Regions from separate parts of the Mus musculus genome. Here regions 1 and 3 are each linked to region 2. A link is a contact called in public HiChIP or PLAC-seq data. All regions are on one chromosome and are shown on one strand. The core of a region is the stretch at or near the end of the contact, and the rest is flanking DNA. Distances in the headings are between cores, read along the strand shown.

The links. HiChIP or PLAC-seq counts read pairs in DNA pulled down with a chosen protein or histone mark.
Region 1: a contact with region 2 is called in a CTCF HiChIP or PLAC-seq map of the NIH/3T3 cell line, with 6 read pairs. The contact joins the enhancer-like site here to the promoter of Cenpf in region 2. A contact is called at or near these places in 1 of 39 promoter capture datasets (liver), 1 of 15 datasets of contacts at CTCF or cohesin (the NIH/3T3 cell line), 1 of 484 Hi-C or Micro-C datasets (cerebellar granule neurons), 3 of 115 datasets of contacts at active chromatin or transcription factors (the 230-238 cell line, embryonic basal ganglia and large pre-B cells) and 1 of 9 other capture datasets (liver).
Region 3: a contact with region 2 is called in an H3K27ac HiChIP or PLAC-seq map of epiblast stem cells. The contact joins the enhancer-like site here to the promoter of Cenpf in region 2. A contact is called at or near these places in 3 of 39 promoter capture datasets (embryonic stem cells, maxillary cranial neural crest and pre-B cells), 3 of 484 Hi-C or Micro-C datasets (embryonic stem cells, nephron progenitors and olfactory sensory neurons), 10 of 115 datasets of contacts at active chromatin or transcription factors (the 230-238 cell line, T-cell acute lymphoblastic leukemia, embryonic basal ganglia and 7 more) and 3 of 9 other capture datasets (adipose tissue, embryonic stem cells and liver).

Annotation. Positions count from the first base shown.
Region 1 is chr1:189,053,417-189,057,311 of GRCm38.p6, reverse strand. No RefSeq gene overlaps it. Among named protein-coding and RNA genes, the nearest start is that of Gm36561, 21 kb to the right of the region's middle. Within about 2 kb of position 2,206, at least 34 of the 459 cell types and tissues checked have an H3K27ac peak or open chromatin away from gene starts, as enhancers often do. A contact at or near this core is called in the NIH/3T3 cell line, where this site is marked.
Region 2 is chr1:189,686,049-189,689,731 of GRCm38.p6, reverse strand. It overlaps Cenpf (centromere protein F), which reads left to right and starts at 1,646. Exons shown (of 18, transcript NM_001081363.2): 1 at 1,646-1,756.
Region 3 is chr1:188,977,998-188,982,124 of GRCm38.p6, reverse strand. It overlaps Kctd3 (potassium channel tetramerisation domain containing 3), which reads left to right. Exons shown (of 18, transcript NM_172650.2): 13 at 730-900; 14 at 3,473-3,628. Among named protein-coding and RNA genes, the nearest start is that of Kctd3, 28 kb to the left of the region's middle. Within about 2 kb of position 1,859, at least 21 of the 459 cell types and tissues checked have an H3K27ac peak or open chromatin away from gene starts, as enhancers often do. A contact at or near this core is called in epiblast stem cells, where this site is marked.

The DNA.
Region 1 (3,895 bases), core at 957-3,456, 630 kb after region 2:
CGAGGCAGCGTCTATTATCACGCTTATGTCAAGTCGTAGAGAGTCTGTGGTACTCTTTATGAGTAGATGCTCTTTAATCCATTAATACATATATATGTACATATATAAAATGTATATTATTTTACAGTCTTTATCTTTTATTATATGTTAAATTTTCACTGAAAGTTAGATCCAGCACTGATGGTTTTTCCCTGAGTCGCCCTCATGAACAGCATCCAAGTGCTACAGACAAGCCGAGACAGACAGGATACACACAGAGTGTAGAAGACAGCAGACAAGAAGAATCCCTTGATAAACACTGCAGGATACTAATTGTGTCTTATTAAGAACATAAAAAGTAAAATATGATTTTAAAAATACATTAGTGAGGGCCAGGGGCTCAGCAGGTGAGGGCTCCTGCCACCAAGCCTGGTGGCCTGAGCTCACTCCTTAGGGCCACATGGTAGATGGAGAGAACCAGCCCCTGCAAGTCGTCCTATGACCTCCACGTGCACACGTTGGTGCATATGTGTGTGTGTGTAGACACACACACACACACAAACAAATACACAAACGCAAAACACTTAAGATATATTAATGAAAAGTACCTTTAAATTCCCATTTAGTTCTAGTTTCTGTAGGAATCACACAGTTGTACTAAATTTGCAATTTGTATTTCCCCCTGAGGGCATCCTTTTCCATATTATTGTGTCCTAATTTATTTTTCCATTTTTCAAAAAGCACTTTAAAAGCCAGTGACCCTATCCAAATTCAGTTCATGGATAAGAGCCCCTAACGGTCACTAATCGATCGAGTTCAGAGTGTATCTTGAATTTATTCCACTCAGTGCTGCCTCCCAACCTAAGAGTTTCTGAAACATTACTTTTTATAGAATACTTTGACGGTGTGGAACGAGGAGTATGATCTTCGTGAGAGAGTGGGGATGGGAGAGAAGAGGTTTGGGGTAAGCTGTTGGATGGAGCAGATCTGGCAATCATGAAGCTGGAGTGTAAGGTGAGCAGCCATCCTCTGTACTCCTCTTAGCATCATCCTTTGTCTACAGCATCTTAGTATTCTTGGAGAAAGTGCTTTTTTGAAAGTCCCGCAGGAGGAAATTGCACAAAGCCCAGGGAAGCAAGAGTGTTGCTTAAAGCTTTGATCCTCATCTGTCAGATGAATGAAAAATCCCCTCCTACATTCCTTTACTGGGCTGGCCCAAGTGTTGTTCAAGCAGTAAGCCTCTTCCCAGAGGGGCTGGCACATTCCAAGCGTTCACTACATTATAGCTTTTAGTATGAACTTTGTACTTTTAAGTCATGGTGATCAGAAAACCTTGTTGTAGATAATAAAATCTATACAGGCAACTTAGCTCAATTTCTTGATTGATTCTCTCCAGTCCTAGTCTGAATGTGTGTGTTATCACCTCCCTAGTCATCAGAATATCCAAGAGATAAATGTTCACATAGAAATGAAGAGGGGCCGGAGTTATAGCTCAGTTGGTAGAGTATTTTGCTCTGCATGCACACCACTCTGGTTTTCGTCCACAGCCCTGTGTAAACTACGCACTGTGTCATGTGTCTGTAGTCCCAGTATTTGGGAGGTGGAGTAAGATGATCAGAAATTCAAGGTCATCCTCAGATACATTTCAAGTTCAAGTCCAGACTGAAAATTAAATGAAATTCTGAAGGAAGAAAGAAGGGAAAAAAAGAAGGGGGGAGGGAGCAAGGGATGAAGGGTAAGAGGGAGAAAAAGAAAAAAATTCAATAAATACTTGGAAAGAAATAAAGTTAGGCTACAACAGAGATCAGAATATAATAAGTAAATCTAGTCCTACTTTAACATGAGCACTGTCAGATGCAAAGCAGCTCTGAGTGGAGAACCAAGTACAGAGTGGGGATGAAGGAGTCTGCAGAGGTCTTTCTGAAAGATGACTAGTGATCCATGGAAGGTCTGAGCATCCGAGGATAGTGTCCTCACCCAGAATCCTTGGATTTGCCACGATCACTGTGTCTCATAAGCTAAAGGTGGTGACTCAGCACAGACTGCAGACCTTTCAGAAAATGTAGAACACATTTCTGAATTTATATAATATGCGGCTTTAAATGCTAGGTTTCAGCTTTCCGACACAGTGGCAGACAAAATCACCAAGCACAGATTCTTAGGTGGGTGTTAGCTTCTGATACTTTATGGTTAATCTGTGTGCCATGGACGCGGTCTGAGCTGTGAGTCAGAGGAGGGGTGGGGGTTGAAGGAAGCTGAGCAGTTGTAGGAATTGTGAGGAGTCATAAGCAGATGTGACATGCTTCGTTCTCTCTAGAACAAGGCAGACTGGCACATAGGCATAAACAGACACACACAGGGACCCCTTCTGGTTCGAGGGGTATACTTACATAGAATCACACAAAGGTGGCGTTTTCTGGAAATGATTATATAACGGGTTACATCAATGCTTATTCTAGGTTCCCCAGATGTCCAGTGTCCATCAGAGAGTTTTAGTGCTCTCTGGATACCCAACTTGTCACCGTTTTGTCTAAATGCTCGCACTGCCCTTCCCACCTCTCAAGCAGTGTACACTGAGCTAAGGTGGATGGAAGAGGTGATCCCACCTGGGAGGCAGGAGCTGTGCTTTGGCATGGTGTGTGAGAAGACAGGAAGATGCTGCAGTTGTAGGACGTTTGGTGGTCACCTTGAAGGACTACTTTGCTTTAAATCCTGAGGCCAGGTAAAAATCTTAAGTAGACACACTAAGGGTAGGCATTTATCAAAAAGTAGGTTGTGCCAGTGCCTTGGTTTCTTTTCCTACTTCTGTGGTAAAATACTCTGAGAAAAGTAGCTTAAAGAAAGATGCAGGAGTCTATTTTGGCTCACAAGACGGGGAAGACAGGGGCTCAGGTCACGGGGCCGCCATTCTGTCACATGGCATCCGCAATCAGGAAACAGGAAGCTGCTGGTGCTGGTGCTCAGCCAAGCTTTGCCTTTTAATTCCCTCTAAAGACTCCAGCCGTGGCATTGTGACACTCATATCTAGGGTGGGTCTTGTGACATCAACCCAATCTAAAACCCCCTCATGCACACACCTGAAGCTTGGTCTCCTGGGTGATTCTAGGTTCTGTTATCACTTCTTGTCAATGTCTTTATTCATAACAGGAAGAAAGGGAGTTAAGACAGTAACCCTTGTCACAACGGATCAAAACCCTACTTCAGGCCATTAGCTTGGATGTGAATAAACCTCTGTGTGAGTTCAGCATTGGGCTTGGAGCAGGTGAAGCCACAGGCTGGGTCTCAGAGTAGTGAGGTGAGCTGCTGCCCTGATGCCTGCCAGGCAGCCAGCTACCACTTTACCAGTCGGCGAATGCAAAATATAAACAGCAAGATTTTGATCTCTCTGTGTGTCTTCATTAAAGGTTAGAAGAGGAAAGGGGATTTTACACCAGATCACAGGTGAAGAGAAGGCTATCAGAACGTGGCCCCCAGGCACTGTGCTACTCCTGGGCTGGAAATTAATTTATTCCAAATTATTCTGATATCCGATTTCACAGCTTGATTATAATAAATGAGGAAGAGAAGTTGGCACTGAGAAAATGCAATTTAGCAAACCCTCATGTTTGAAGTGACCTTGTTCCAACAGGTCATTTGTTGGGGTTTCAAAGTGAAGTGTCCCCACAGGCTCCACAGGGGTGTGAACAGTTGTTCCCCAGTTGTCAGAGCTGTCTGGGAATGCCGTGGGACCTTTGAGGGCCTTGAGTTTTCTAGCCCATGCTTCCTGCTCACTCTCTCCTACCTGAACGCCAGTGTGTAGTCAACCACTTCGGCCTATCTTTCCTGCCTCCAGGCCTTCCCAGGTGATGGGAAGCACCCCTTGAACCGCTACAACAAACCTTCCTAGTGGCTTCTTGTTGGGGCATTGTTGATGGTA
Region 2 (3,683 bases), core at 397-2,896:
GCAGGGCCAGAGTGTGTGTGTGTAGTTGTGTGTTTGAATTCTTTCTTCCTCTTCTTTTCTCTCTGGCTCACAAAGAGTTAACAGACTCCAAGCCTCTAGCCTGGCCATGGAGGGGTCCTTGAGTCAGAGAGAAACTAAGCCTTTTTTCTAATACTCTTGTTGCTATCAGTTGGAGTCAAATTACCAGAAACCAGAGGTCTTAGAATAGCAAAGAATTAAAGAGAAAAACTCCTGAAAGCAAGCAGCTTTTGGACATACAATAGCAAAGAATTAAAGTCAGAGAAATTGCTAAAAGTAAGTAGTCTTTGGCTACAGAATAGCAAAGAGAACTGCCAAAGATAAAGCAGCTTTGGTCTCCATCTGACTCTGTAACTCTTAGCTGCCTTCCTGGGGAAACTGGGTGCTGGGATAAGCCCTGGGCACTAAGTGACCCTAAAAAGAAATGGGATGTGAGCAGAGAGACAATGAGAGGGATCACTGGAGAGGAAAGAGGAACTGAGAGCATTTTTATGTTTTAATTTTATGTGCATGCATGTTTTGCCAGCACGTATGTCGTTACATACCTGTTGCCTGTGGGCCCAGAAAAGGGAATCAGATTCCCTGAGCTGGATTTATAGATAGTTGTGACCTACTATGTGGATGTTAGGAACTGTACCCAGGTCTTCTGCAAGAGCAGCAACTGCTGAGCCACCTCTACAATTCCAAGGATATTTACTTCTTTTTTTAAAATTATTTTATTTTAAATTTATTTTCCACACTCCATATTCCATACCCCCGCCCCTATCCACCCTCCGTTTGCATCACATCCCATACCTCCTATGGATATTTACTTTTAAAGAAAAATATTTAGGCATTTAGGTGCTATTAGGAAAGTGGAAGCAGTATACTCAGTTTAGAAGAGCCTTGTGAATATTTGAATCTGATGAAGTGTTCCCCTCGGATCTCATATTCAGTAAATCCTGTCGGCGTGAGCCACCACAACCCATGCGAATCGCATATCCAGATTTTGAAAATATGGAGATGACAGAGAGGTCAGCAGTTGAGTTTTGCATGCATGTCTAGATTCAAGTTCAGATTATTTGTTATACTGTGCCTCTGTTATCCGCCCCCCCACCCCCCGCCTCCCCTCCCCTCTTCTTTTCTTTTCGAGACAAGGACTCTTGTCTATAGCCAGGCTGTCCTCCAAACGCCCTCCGCAGGGCTGCTATGGCAGGTGCGCGCCAACTTTTAAAGTAATAATCAACTTCGCAGCTAACTTTTATAATAATAATCCCCTCAGAGCTAACACCTTACGCTTGTCCTACGGTTAGAGCGAGCGGCCTCCCCGCAGCACAGACCTCACCTTACCCTGCTCCTCAAGCCCGCCCAGCCGCTCAGGGTTTAACCCTCATTCAGACCCGCAGTCCGCTCCTCCCAGCGTGCGGAGCCCGTCTCTAGGCAACGCCAGTGCATCCGACGTCTGCGCAGGCTCCGCCGCCGGCTCTGCTTGTTTTTAAACAGTCGTCCAAAAGGGCCAATCAGAGGCGGCTCACCGAGAAGCCGGGTGAGGACTGGTCGAAAGCCTCTCGCCATGGCCAATGGGCGTGGAGGCTAGCTGGGCGGGACCGGAAGTGAGCGGGAGGGAAGAGGGGCGGCGGCGGCGGGCAGTTTGAATCGCTCGTGCTGGTCGGGGAGGAACGGTGCGCTGTGTGAGGAGCTCGGCGGTGAGGAACTCGGGGCTCGCAGAGCCCGGAGCCAGGTTCTGTGAGGAGCTCAGGTGAGCAGCGTCCCCCCTCGGGGCCCCCGTCCTCCGCCCGCGGCCCCCCATCGGAGGCCCGCATGGTTTCTAGAAGCTTCTTTCTCACTTGGCGGCTTAGGGTCGCCAGGGTGCCAGGCTGTGCTGTGTGCTCAGCAGCCAGAACTAGCTAGCACTGGCAGAGAGGCAGGGGATCCTGACGGAGGACAACAGCAGAAACCTGCCAGACCCTCTTTAGGGCCTGAGGCGGGCGGTGGGCCCATGAACGGAGCCCTCCGCATTTTAAAGACATACTTTCGGTGGAAGTTCTTTTACACCGTCACCACAGAGATTTTGCTTCATCTTTCAAAGTCTTCTTCTCAGACCCTGCCTCTTTAATCTTAATTTTTTACATTTACGGATTTTACAACTTTTGCTCTAGTGACCCGATTTAGGTGGCTGACAGGTTGTTCCGTACCCAGTCAACACCTAATGGCAATTAGGCGATCGGTGTGATGTATTTATATATAAGTGTAGGAGAGGTAGAAAATGTATATAAGTGTGTAATGAACATAGTAAAAAAAAATGCCTTTTAAACACCCAAGACTAATAACCAAAACTCTGACATCACTCACTCCAAATAACAATCCTAAAACCCCATGATCCCCAGTGAACAGTATATAATTGGAGACTAAGACAATGCTCTGCGCTGCACATATGAGAAGACACCACCATAATCTGCCCTCAGGAGCCTCAAATCAAAAACTTCTGTTGGCTTGTAAGGCCTTAATGGGAAAGGTTGTGTGTAGTCTTGCTTCAATTTGATGTCCCAGGATCAGGTGGTATCCAAGGGGGTCTCCTCCCCTCTCTGAGAAGGGAAGGTGTTTGTGAGGATGGGACTGGGATCACAGGCAGAAGGGGAGGCTACCATTAGGATGTAGAATGAATAAATAATAATAATAAAAAGGAAAAAAAAAACTGAACCTGACAAGCTAAAATATGTCACCCAGGTGAGCAGCCCTGGGAAGATAGGGTTAAGACTGTAATTAGAAATTTAAAGTGTAAATACTGTATACTAATCCTCAGCATAATAAAATATAACTTTAGTTATCTTAACTACATTTGTAAATATCTTCTTGCTCTCAACAAAGTGTGTGACTACAAACATGAATATAGCTGTTTGTAGGTTTTGAATTAGAAAATAAACCTGCTGGATTCCCTTGCTTATATTGCCTCTCTAGATGTTTTGTTGCTTTTATTTTGTTTTGTTTTTTGACTTGTTGGCTGTGTAGCCCTGTCTGGCCTGGAACTCACTCTGTAGACCAGGCTGGCTTCAAACTCAGAGATCCACTGGCCTCTGTCTCCCAAGTGCTGGGGTGAAAGGTGGATATGGCTGTGGCACGTTGATGTATTGATTTCGGTGGCTGGCTGAATTGTTAAGACAATTTTTGCGTGTGGTTTTTGGTCTAATGTACTCTCCTCACTCTTGAATGAACAAGCTACAGGGTCAATTGCTCTTTGTTTTAGTTAAGAGGCCTTTGATTTCTTTCAGAAAATTTTGTGGGAAATTGAGTGTGGAGTTACACATGTCTTCTGTGAAATGAGATCTGGGAAAAAAAATAATGAAGCTGACACCAAAAACTGTCTTCAAGGCCCGGTATCTAATATGTCAAGATCCTTGTTTCTCTTTAACTTTTGAAAGTATTTTTTCAAAATATTTACAGTTAGATACTATCTCAGTATACAAACACGGATGTGGCTCGGAAAGCGGTGATCCACATTTCCTCAGCGTCATGAACTGAAGTATATTTTTGGGGCATTAACATCATAGATAACACATACAGAATGGGAGATGCCATTGTAATGCTCCAGGAAGTTGCCAACATCATTCTCACAATTGACAAAACAAGACAGAAAGAACAGTTGGGTCTGAGTGACAGTGGCAGGGCTCGAGTTGTCCTTTGAGTCC
Region 3 (4,127 bases), core at 610-3,109, 710 kb after region 2:
GTTAATCCAGGGTCCAGATCCAGGAGTTATACTCTGTTCTGGCTCCAAGGATATCAGGCATGTAGCTGGTGCACAGACATGCATGCAAGTGACAGTCATACACATAAAATAAAAATAAGCCTTTGGAAAGAGGAAGGAAAGGAAAAGAAATGTGAAGCCACCGCCGAGCCGGGGCAGATTGGAAGAGCCAGAACAGCCATCAGCGTGGCGTGAGCATTGGGAGAAGTGTGCTTGTCCCACTGTGTGCGGCTTGACACTCTTAGTTTAGTGATTCTTGGTAAGTGTCGGCTAATGTACCTAGCAGAAGTAAAAGCTGAGGCCACCCCCAACACACTTCAGCGGGATGCTGCTCTGGGATGGCGTTCTCCTGGTGGGTGTGGCACAACAGGGTTATTCTCTAAATTGATACTGGGTTGGTACCAGGCATTCTGAAAGGTGCTTCAGTTTCTATCAGTAAGGAGCAGGGCATGAGGGGTAGGCATGAGAATTCACAGAATTAGTGTGTAATTACCACAGCAAAACCTAAGACAGTGCAGGATGGCCAGAAGCAGTTTCACTGTAGAGTGAAGGGTCAAGAAACACGTGTAAAGGAATTACAGACTTTCTGCTGTGAGCAGCCTTGAGCTGTGTTTGCTGAGGGTTTTGGTCACAAGCTCTGGTCTCTGCTGGGCCAGGCATTCTTTCAATCATTATTTATATAACGCACTTCTTTTGACCCGTGGCTCCTAGGTGTCAGCGGAAACTGGATTGAGATCGCCTATGGTACGAGCTCTGGAGCCGTGCGAGTGATTGTGCAGCATCCGGAGACTGTCGGCTCAGGGCCTCAGCTCTTCCAGACATTCACCGTTCACCGGAGCCCCGTGACCAAGATCATGCTGTCAGAGAAGCACCTGGTGTCAGGTACAAGGCGGCTCCCTGTCTGCGGTGACTCCGTGCTGAGAGAGGAAGTGGGGTAGCTTATGCTGCATGGAAAACTGAAGGGGTGTGGCTTTGACGTGGTCGGGGTGTGCTGTACATAAGCCTAGGAAATGTCTATGTCCTGTTAATTCTCTTATAGTTCCTTCTCACGGCAAATTCATACCAAGATGCGTATCAGGTCACTGCTGAGAAGATTTTTCTGTTTCAAATTTTCTAAGTTTGAACTTTACTATAAATGTATTTTGTTATCTTCAGTTAAGCTAAAGTTGTAGACCAAATGTATACTTTGATAGTTGATCACCTTATGTTTAAAATGCATAACAGTATAAAATTATGTAAAGAAAGTAACATTTTGTTGTTTTATAGTTCCCTATAATCACAAAATTTTAAAAATTTAGATAATGAACTAAATATGACGTGTTAATTTTGCCTAGCGCCAACCAACATACTTTCTTTGAATCATGAGACTTTTTTTGGGGGGGTAGGGGGGTTCGAGACAGGATTTCTCTGTGTACTAGCCAGGCTGGCCTTGAACTCAGAAATCCGCCTGCCTCTGCCTCCCAAGTGCTGGGATTAAAGGCGTGCGCCACCACTGCCCGGCAGCTATTAGCTTTTCTAGTTTATAAAAATGCCTTGGACTTCTGTGCTCTTGTTTGTTTGCCATATTTGTTTGGTTGCTCTGCCCCTCCGTCTCTCTCACTCTCCTCAGTAAGGTCTGAGTAAGTCTGTGAAGAGGTGACCTTGGCTGCTAGAGTCTCCTGTGTGTTCTGCACAGGCTTCCCGTGTGCTTGTTGTTTATTTGCTGTCTGCCTCCTCCTAGAAGCTGAGTTCCACAGCAGTAGCTGTGTGTTCTCCCAACAGTGCTAGGAAATGCTGTATGCTGTGGGTCTGGATTTAAAGGCCCAGGTTAAAGCACCCGTCAACAGTGTTCTGTGTTCTCGGCCCTTCTGCCCCCTGGTGGCTCTTGGCATAAGTGCAGCCATGTGCTTTTTCTGTGGTATGCATCCTAGGGTCTGAAATGGGGCTTTGCAGGAGTTGTTTGAACAGGGTTCTGTCATCACCACTTGAATCATTCATGATGGCTTTAGTTCTTTGTCTTCTCCATCCTGCTAAGCTTAGTGAAACCAGAGGGCCATTTCCCACAAGACTGGCTAAATGCCTTACCTGTATCTCCTGTACTTCACTACTGGCCTGAGATCTGAGGATTTCATTATATACTGCTAAAAAGTGCACAGGAACTATTTCTTGGTAATTTCCAAGTTTTTTTCTAAAGTTTGCTTTAAAATACAAAACTGGTATTGTATGACATAGGAACTATGATATTTATATAAAAGTTCTACATTCCTAGCATTCACAGACATTTCGAAAATTATCACAAATGGCAAGTTAATTTTTCCCCTTGTTAAAGCAAGCAAAAAAGTGTACTTGCCTGGATGACTTGATATTTAGGGTATATCTTTTTAATAAGCATGCCCATTTAGAACAAAGATGCGTTTTGGGAGTGCTCCCCTGTGTGGTCAGTCACTAGTGTTCCTACTCAGGATTAGCAACAGTAAAGCCAAGGCGAGCCCTGAAACACAGATGTGTAGAAAAGTGTTTTAAGCTGGAGAGAGGGGTGTTTTATATTACTCAGACCTTAAATAGCCTAAACCAGGAGTAACTGTAAACTAGTGACTAGCACTTTCCATACATCTTATAGAATAATTATTTATTACTCATTTGTAGTCACGTTAGAGTCTTTATTAGGTTTTTAAAAGTCTTTTAATTAAACATTTTAATTATTATTATTCACTTTTGTGGGAGCTTATTAGACAGGGTCTTTTTTTATGTAGTCCTGGCTATCCTGGAACTCACCATGTAGACCAGTCTGGCCTAGAACTCATAGAGATCTGATTGGCTCTGTCTCCCAAGTTCTGGGATTAAAGATGTGTGCCATGACATCTGGCTAAATGTTTTAAATATGAATGTCTTGTGCCATATCATGTTTGGCTACTCTCAGAGAACAGGTGTCATCAGATTCCCTGGAGTTGGAATTGCAGGCAGTTGTGAGTCCTCTGAGGTGGGTGCTGGGACCACCCTTGAGTCCTGTGAAGAGAAACAAGCGTTGCTGACCACGGAGGTCTGTCCACTTTGTAGGAGTCAGTTCCCACCTTTTACCATGTGTGTCAGAGGCTCAAGACTCGGGTTTTGAGGCTTGGCAGCAAACATCTTCACTCAGTCACCTTCCCAGACCCCCTTCTCTCATGTTGGCTTACTATATGTAAATTGAGTACAGTTTTAAGATAAATCTTCAGCCTGGCAGTGGTAGCGCACGCCTTTAATCCCAGCACTTGGAGGCAGAGACAGGCGGATTTCTGAGTTCGAGGCCAGCCTGGTCTACAGAGTGAGTTCCAGGACAGCCAGGGCTACACAGAGAAACCCTGTCTCGAAAAACAAACAAACAAAAAAAAAGATCTGTGATCTGCTTTTCCAAATGTACAATGATCTGCTTGATGTAAAAGAAGAAATGTGTTTCAGAGTGGGGAGGTGATGTATTGTGTTCTTTCTTTCCTAGTGTGTGCTGACAACAACCACGTCCGCACCTGGACAGTGACACGATTCAGAGGGATGATCTCTACGCAGCCAGGCTCCACTCCTTTAGCATCCTTCAAGATCCTGTCCTTGGAGGAGACAGAGAGCCATGGCAGCTATTCCTCTGGAAATGACATCGGTAGGCATCTTCAAAGATGGGAATCTAGGACCAGAGCTGACTGGTGCTTTTAATTTTGAAAGTCATTTTTGTAACACAAGCAACAGCCTCAATAATTATTCTCCTAGCCATTGTATTTAACTATAAACAATTAGGAACATGAATATTTCAACAACAAACATTTGAACAAATATGTGTGTCTGTGTACACACACATATGAAAATGCTGTGTGTGCGTGCACTCTTGCCTGAGCACACACGTTGGAGGTCAGAGGGTAACTTAGTGGAGTCAGTTCTCTTCTGCTGAGGATCAAACTCAGGTCACCAGGCTTGGTGACAAGTGTCTTGAGCTGCTGCGGCATCTCAGCAGCCCGATGTACTAGCTATAGTACATCTTCAGAAGATGTTACAGTTCTGCATGCAGGCTTTCAAAGCAGCAATAGGAATATGCAAAGTGACTTCATATCTGCTCTCACCCCTTTTGTTGCTAGGGATCGATCAGCTCCATACTCCCAAGCCTT